Regions from separate parts of the Rattus norvegicus genome. Here region 2 is linked to region 1. The links are chromatin contacts, called in public Hi-C maps. All regions are on one chromosome and are shown on one strand. The core of a region is the stretch at or near the end of the contact, and the rest is flanking DNA. Distances in the headings are between cores, read along the strand shown. Region 1 overlaps Efr3b (EFR3 homolog B). Region 2 holds the start of Dnajc27 (DnaJ heat shock protein family (Hsp40) member C27).

Evidence for each region. A called contact is a pair of places that touch in the nucleus more often than the background predicts.
Region 2: a contact with region 1 is called in a Hi-C map of Schwann cells, with 4 times the contacts expected there. The contact joins the promoter of Dnajc27 here to the enhancer-like site in region 1. A contact is called at or near these places in 12 of 12 Hi-C or Micro-C datasets (the A7r5 cell line, the Rat2 cell line, Schwann cells and 7 more) and 1 of 1 datasets of contacts at active chromatin or transcription factors (oligodendrocytes).

What each region holds. Positions count from the first base shown.
Region 1 is chr6:32,690,882-32,695,127 of GRCr8, forward strand. All of the region lies in intron 4 of Efr3b (EFR3 homolog B), which reads right to left. Among named protein-coding and RNA genes, the nearest start is that of Pomc, 34 kb to the left of the region's middle. Within about 2 kb of position 1,505, at least 22 of the 93 cell types and tissues checked have an H3K27ac peak or open chromatin away from gene starts, as enhancers often do. A contact at or near this core is called in Schwann cells and kidney, where this site is marked.
Region 2 is chr6:32,786,083-32,790,027 of GRCr8, forward strand. Dnajc27 (DnaJ heat shock protein family (Hsp40) member C27) reads left to right here and starts at 2,153. Exons shown (of 7, transcript NM_206845.2): 1 at 2,153-2,415. The coding sequence starts at 2,329.

The DNA of each region.
Region 1 (4,246 bases), core at 255-2,754:
GTCATCCCAGCACTCAGGAGGTGGAGGCAGGAGGATGAGAAGTCTACAGAGCAAGTTTGAGACTGCATAAGATCCCACCTCAAAAAGAGGGCTTAGATTTACAGCACATCTTACAATTTCCTAAATATTGGACAGTTTAAAAAATATACATATTGAAGCCAGGCAGTGGTGGCACACGCCTTTAATCCCAATTCTTAGGATGCACAGGCAGGTGGATCTCTGAGTTCAAGGTCAGCCTGGTCTACTGAGCGAGTTCCTGGACTACATACAGAAAAACCCTGTCCCCTCCCCCAAAAAAACACAAACAAACAAACAAACAAAACTTACACTTTTCTCAAAGTATCCAGTTGATATACTTTCGTATTAATTGCCAAACTGTATCTGTTTAACTACTTGAAAGTTAACTTTACCCTAAGTGCAAATTAACAGCATCCTTGAATCTCATTTATTATAGTTTTAAATTTTTTATTAATTTTTTGAGAATTTCGTACATGCAAACAGCATTTTTATTCAGCCCTGCCCCCGTCCCTGATTCTTCCCGGTTCTGCCTTCCATGCCTCCCACAGCATCCCAACATGTCCTCTGTTTTCTAAAACTTCACTGAGTTCCAATTGTGCTGCTCCTATACTCATGGGTATGGGGCCATCCATTGGAGCATGGTCAACCTACCAGAGCTCACACCATTAAAAAGCAAAGAAAGAAGCAAACCCTCATCCCCACCCAAACCTGAATCTCCCTCTCCCAGAAGCCACCAACTAACAATAGTTCCTAAGCGAGGGTTGGGGCTCTTTAGGCCTCTCCCCGCTCCCTGCCGGACTGTAGACTGGTTTGCTCTTGTACGGATCTTGAGTAGACAGGGACAGTTGCTGGGAGTGGATGAGCCCTTTGGTCCTGTTTCGTTCTGGTCCTCCCTATCTATGTCCCTTACAATCTTTCTCCTCCCTCTTCTGAGATGGTTCCTGAGCCTTGGTGGAAAGGGGGGTAATACGGAATCTCCATTTGTGGTTGGGCACCTCAACCATCATCCACCATACAGAGAAGCCTCTCTGCGGAGGACTGAGAGCTGTGCTAACAATGGGTGGAGAGATAGGAATTTAGAGGGCAGTTTGATACTGTGTCTGGTTAGGGAAACAGTAGTAGTAGGTTTGCCCCTGGGGACTGTGCGCTCTCCAGACATAGGTTTTAGAGCAGATTTATGGTACCAGACATTGGTTGAAGCTGAGATTCTCTCTCTCTCTCTCTCTCTCTCTCTCTCTCTCTCTCTCTCTCTGATAAAGCAGTGGTGAAGAAGGTTTCCATGACAACAAACTGACAGCTCGGAACACAGGACACTTCAAAGGCCAGGAACACCGCTAGGGCCACCCCTTCAAGTTCAAAGTTCCAGCTCTTTCTCTGTAACACAGGGCACCAAGCTTGCTGGAGTGGATCACCAGCCCTCACAATGCCTCTCACAGATGTGCAGAAAACCGGGGGTGATTAAGAGCTTGGTAAACAAAGAGGGAGCCTACTCCAAATAGTGACTCTGCACAAACAGCTCTCCCAGGGCCGGACAAAGCCTGGATGCGTACACTCTGGCACCAACAAAGTGTCTCCAAGCAGAGTCAGCTTTTCCCTCTTCTACAGATGGCTCTGGTCCTCGGTAACTTTCCATGGTCAAAAACAGGGCAGTAGATGGACTTGGGGCAGAGGCAGGACCTCACTTCTCTTGCAGCCTTGGGGCTGAAGGTCTTTTCACTGCCTCTACCCCCCCCCGGGGGGGGGGAAGAAGTACTTCTGCCCCTCTAAGACAGTCAAGTGACAGGAAGGGTCTCATAGCCATTGCTGTTTTGACTTTTATACTGTCTGCTTCTCCTTACTTTTTTTTTTTTTTTTTTTTTTTTTTAATGGCTGTTGTTGCAATAAGGTCTTTACTATGTAGCCTAGGCTGGCCTCAAACTCAATATCCTCTGGCCATGACCCACTGAATGCTGTGGCTACAGCGTATCCTACCATATCTGCTTTCTCTTTTCTTCTCCTGACAGCAAAACCTTAACTAAGTTAAAAGCGATTCAGTGCCTAAAACACATAGTTAAAAGGAGTTGGAAGCCTCTCCTTTCTCTCCCTCCAGACTCCTTAGCTCCCACAAAGCCTCAGATCCCTGTAAGATCATCGTGACACCCCCAGGCCAACCACCCCAAGGCAGAGCAAGGTGGGCACCAGGGTCCCAGTCTGAAATGGTCTACAGTCTAAACTGATGTGAAGCAGAGCTCTTCTGAGGGTCCTGGCAGCTGGTCAGAACATCCAGATGAAGGACAGTGCTCAGACTGCCTCTGAAGGAATCCCCGCCCACTGCACCTGTCTCACTTAGTGTGGCCAACCCTGCTAATCTTCATGGTCATAGCACAGCCACCATTTCATTGGTCAGAGGTGACAAATCACTGGGAATTCCGAGGAATACCTGTCCTAAGCTAGGATTTGCATTGAGAGAGACAAGAACGGCCAACCGCCTGCCTCTGTAGTTGCGGCCTCCACGCATCCAGGGCGTCTAGTTTATTTTCCATGCAGATGCTCTTTCCCAGACTGTAGTTATCTTAAACAAGACAACTAAAGCAGTCCGAGAAGCTGTTGCCGGGGCAACATGACAAAGGGCTTCACCCTTTGCTACAGTGTATGTAATTTGTCAAAGGCAGCTGGTGAAAAGGGAAAAGGAAGGGAAGGGCGTTGGGTCCTGCAAAGGAAACTTAGAGGACTTTCTTCTGTTAAAGCAACTCTTCCGTAGAGCAGGAGGAAAGAAAATTCCTGACCTGTGTGATAAAAATTTAGAGCAAGATGGTTCAGTAAGTCCAGGGGCTTGCTGCTAAGCTTGACGACCCAAGTTCAACCCCCAGGACCAACAAGGTCTTAAGAAGAGAACTAACTTTTGTGAGTTGTCCTCTGACTTCCACATGTTCACTGTGGAATGTCTATGCCCATGCACACACACGCACACACACACACTCATACGCACAGATACGCACAGACACGCACAGACACGCACAGACACAGACACACACACACACATACACACACACTTACTAAAGCTATAGACTAGTTGCATATAAATTTAAGCTTAAAGTATGCACTAAGGGGAGGAACCAAGACAAAAGGCAAGAGATTAAAGAAAGCAGCCAGAACATCCGTGAACATTTAGATAAACACAATAGTGGGACTTCTCATCAAGCCCTATTATATCTTCTCTCATAAATCATAGCATGCCACGGTCCATCTACTTATTCTGTAACCAGCAACAGAGCCCAGGGGACCCACAGAGTCCAAGTTCAACCCACTCGAGATTTTTGGTAGAAACACCAAAGCCCATGAAAATCACCCAGCCCAGAAAGGACAGAACTAAACCCATGGCCATTCGCTGCTTCCCTGCGGTCTTCCCGCTCCTCTGTGGTCTTGATCGTGTGTTCATGTCTTTCTCTGAAGGATGTGACCGAGACCAGCGTTCAAAGGGTGCCCCATGGAGAGATGAGTCACAAGTGCCCCGGGCAATCCTACTCTCATCAGAATGACCCAAGTTCTGTCCTCTTTTTTATTTCTTCAGCCCTCAATGAAAATTATTTACAGGGACAATTCATTAGGGGTAATATATATCAGAGGTTACCAGTTTAAAGAGCAGAACCTTATTTATTTATTTGTTTGTAGATGTAGGCTTCCTTATGCAGTCTTGGCTGGCCTTGAACCCACAGAGGTCAGCCTGCCTTTTCCTCCCAAGTACTAGGATAAAGATGTGCACCACCACACCCGGCCCATGGATTTTATTTTATTTTTGAAAAGACGTATTGTATCATATTTAAGTATGTGTGTATATGTGTGGTTCTGTGCAAATGAGTGCCCTCGGAACCCAAAGATGGCCGGATCTCTCAAGAGCGAGAGTTCTGGCTGTCTCTGAACAGCCCAAGACAGGTACTGAGAATCAAACCCGGATCCTCTGTAAGAGAGTACATGCTCTTAACTCCTGGGCCATTCCTCTAGCTCCGATAAATCTCATTTTTAGGACATGTTTTCTTATATGTTTCCATAAATAGTGTATTTACTGAAGTTCAAAACACAAAACACCTTTTTGCTCACACAAAGAGAGACAATAAAACAAGAGGTATAGAGCTTAGGGCATCGGTTCTCAACCTGTGGGTCTTGACCTTCATAGGGGTTGCATATCAGGTGTCCTGCATATGAAATATTGACATTATGATTCATATTAGCAAAATTGCAGTTAGGAAGT
Region 2 (3,945 bases), core at 903-3,402, 96 kb after region 1:
TCCTTCTCTTCTCTCTCTTACCCCTCCCCTTCTCTCCCCATGGTGACTTCCCTGGCCTCCTTTCCTGGGGTCAGTGAACTCACCTGCCTGAGAGCAGCTTCCCAATGAACCCGCCTTTAAAATATTCTAATCTGGTTTGAATTGGCTCATTTCACTGGCAGCTGAGAAATAAACTGATCAGATGGTGCCGAAACCCGGAAGCTGGCCATCTCCTACAGAATTTCCCATGGCCACGTATTACGTTGTGATGTCAATTATTGAAAAAGGTTCTATCTTTTTTCTTTTTCCAAAAAAGCATTTAACATTTTAAATTAAACATGCTTGAAACTGACTTTAGTAACTACTGATGACTCCAGTCTTCACGGTGTCTTCCCAGACTTGGTTTAAGATGTCAAAAGCACTGTGGGGGCAGGAGACTTCTTCACCTTGCAATTACTGAGAAATTGGCAGCCATCTTTCCCCAGGGCATGAGATAATCATTTGTCAAGCTCTGTTTACATCTGTAACTGAAATTATTGACTAAAAGAATAGTGTGTCTGCCAGACTGACTTTCATTCAAACACTTGCTTTCTGCAATAGCAAGTTATCTTAGAATTTATGATTATACCTTGTCTTGTCAGGTAAGGGGAAAGAGAGAACAAGGTTCTGGTTAAGCTGGGATGTAGGCAGATGTCAGAACCCCACAAAACCTATGCTAGAGAGGGGAAACTAACACCTCTCTCCCCTGCTGCCTCTGCTCCAAAAGGCAACTCTGGTTTTTAACAAGGAAAGAGTCTTGTTCAAGGTCCTTTTCCAGAGCCAGGGTCGGACTCCCTCTTCTCATCTGATGCTACCTTCTTAGCATGATGTTAAGATGGCTCCCTGCTTTTGCAGGCTGTCTGAAACTAGAAGCAGCAATCCATTAAGAATAATCAGGAGAGGAGGGGATGAGATGTGATTGTGTTCTAAACATGTACTTTTTAAAATTATTCCCTAAAAGGGCAACAATATAAAGTAACTATTTACATAGTAATAGCATTTACACTGTAACAGCATTTACCTTGTACTGAGTAGTTATGCTGGCTAGGCTGGGTTTGGGGTGGAAGCCAAGAAAACTCACTTCTATAGGAAGCAGACTGAACAAAGCCATGAGGGGCAGGCTCCTAAGTAGTATTCTTCCACAGCCCCTGCATCAGCTCCTGCCTTCAGGTTCCTTTCCTCTCTGAGTTCCTATCCTAAATTCTTTTGACGATGAACAGTGAAGTGTAAGCCAGGTTAAACACTTTCCTCCCCAAGTTGCTTTGGTTATGGTGTTTCTTCACAGCCATAGTAACCCTAAGACAGTGGGACGGATAATGTAGAGGTGACAAATAGGCTGAGGGTGTGCATACATTGCATAAAGAGTTTTATACAGGTGGCTGAAGAGATGGCTCAGTGGTTAAGAGCACTGACTGCTCTTCCAGAGGTTCTGAGTTCCAATTCCCAGCAACCACGTGGTAGCTCACAACCATCTATAATGGGATCCTTCTTCTGGAGTTTCTGAAGACAGCAACAGTGTACTCACATACATAAGATTTTCTTTTTCTTTTCTTTTTTTCGGAGCCGGGGACCGAACCCAGGGCCTTGCACTTGCTAGGCAAGCGCTCTACCACTGAGCTAAATCCCCAACCCCCATACATAAGATTTTTATACATATAAAATTTATAAAGGTTTTTGTATCTTTATTGGAAACAAGATTGCACAATACTGCCCCACCTGGCCTTGAACTCATAGAGATCCGCCTGCCTCTGCCTCCTGAGTGCCAGGATTAAAGCGTTTGCTTGGAAACCGTCTTTGAGTGACTGGGACATCCGCAGTATCCACTGTGATCCTAAGATCAGTCCTCTGCAGAAATCCCCAGGTCACTGTATTGATGGAAAGGAGGATGGCAGCGAGGCATCCATCGGCAAAGATTCCAGAAAAAAAGCCTTTGGCATGACTGGGCCTTACACTAAATTTCAAAAACTCCCCCTGACAACCACTCTATTTCTGCCATTAAGTGCAGACCAATTCTGGGGCCAGGAAAGGAAACACTAATAGCGCACCAGCAGGACCCCAAGACCCAGTCCTCCTGGGCCCCGCAATGACGTCACGGCGCGCTGTCATCGCGAGACTCCGCTCGCCCTCCGCGGCTCGCCGCTTCCCAACCGCCCGCGTCCGTCCGCGGCCAGGCAGCGGTGGGGATGGCGAGCCGCGGAGCCAGGGTGGTGACGAGCGCAGCGGCTCCGTCATTGGGCGAGGAGGCCTGAGGGACGGGCTGGCTGGGTGCTTAAGGACACCAGAACCCGCGGCCCCAGCAGAGCGAAGGCAATGGAGTCCAACGTGCCGAAGCGGAAGGAGCCCCTCAAGTCCCTCCGCATCAAAGTCATCTCCATGGGCAACGCCGAAGTGGGGAAAGTGAGTACCGCGTGCTGTGAGGGGCAGGACCTCCGCGTGCCAGAGCGACCTACCCATTGGCTAGCAGAGCCACCACTCAACAGCCTGAAGCTCCGCCTCCTCGCTGTCTGCTCAGCATCCTGAGCTCACTGGGGCTTGCGGCCTCCAGAAGAAAACAATCCTGACCTTTTTGACCTTTGGGTTGCTGGCTCTTTGCTGACGTCACTGTTCCTAAGAAGGTGTCTGGGGTGGCCTCTGATCTTTGATTGTATTTTGGAGGTAGTAAGGAGGCCTAGGTTCCAATGTCGGATGATCAGTTTACGTATCAAATCTTTTTTCAGGGAGAGGGTTGGGGAGAGTGGTTGCCAGCCTTGCTGTTTAAAGTGAGGCAGTGAGGCATCCAGATTTAAAGGGATGCTAGATTCTGAAACATGTAGCCCTGATCAGCCTGGGAGCCTATATTCCCATCACCAGAGCATAACAACCCAGTATGTTTCTGGAGACTTGCACTGGCCACCCAGGATCCTGCGTTTTTAATTTCTCATACTGCCACATCCATTTTTCTCGGAGAAGCCTTTAAAAAAAAATCTTTCAGAGTGTTCCATCTGCTGCTTATAAGCTATTAAACTTCCTCTCAGATGGGAAAGGCAGGGTGACTTAAGGCTTTCCCTAAATGAATTTAGATGCGTATTACTCGTTTTCTTCCCTTAATGTGCGGAAACTTGGTTAAGAATTCCCAAGGTCGACAGACAGTGACAGGGAAGGGATCAGAAGAGGAGTCCTTCAGTAAACCAAATGCAGAAGGCCTCTAAAGAGAAAGTGTACATACTATATAAACCAGTGCCCTGCACTAGAAGACGCTCAGCAAATATTTATTGGTGTTTTACTATTTAGCACGCTCCCATTCTACTTAAGTACCTTCGTGTACGTGTTAACAAAACGTTCGCTGAAGATTAACATTTATTGACTACTAACTATTTTCCAACTCTCTTTTAAAAAGCAGAGAGAGTTGGGAGTATAGATCAGTTGGTGCTGTGCAAACATGGAGAGCAGTTTCACATCCAGAACCCCTGAAAAAATCTTTTAATCCCAGTGCTAAGCAAGCACAGATGGTTGGATTCTGGGACCCACTGACCAAGTAACCCAGCCTAATCAGCAAGCCTCGGGTCCCGAGAGACGTTGTCTCAAAAAGAAAGATGGCTAGCCACTGGAGAATGACACCAAGCACTTGATTAAAACTCCCTTCACTACCTAAATTTTGGCTTTCCGTGTAGATAAATGTTGGACAGTTTTGGAAAATGTGCTTAATACATTAAATGAAACTGTAGCCACTGGTTTATTCACTATTATTTTAAAGAAATATGTTTTCAAAATTAACATAGTATGTAAAGAGATACAAGGTCGCTGATGAGTGAGGGTATTAGGTAATTTCAGGTCCAGGTCCGAGGAGACTTTGAAAATTGGCATGGGACTTTGGGGTGCATTGACTGCCAGGGCAAGAAGCTGAATTGAGTTTAGATGAGGGGCACAGAGAACTCTCAAGTTGCCCAG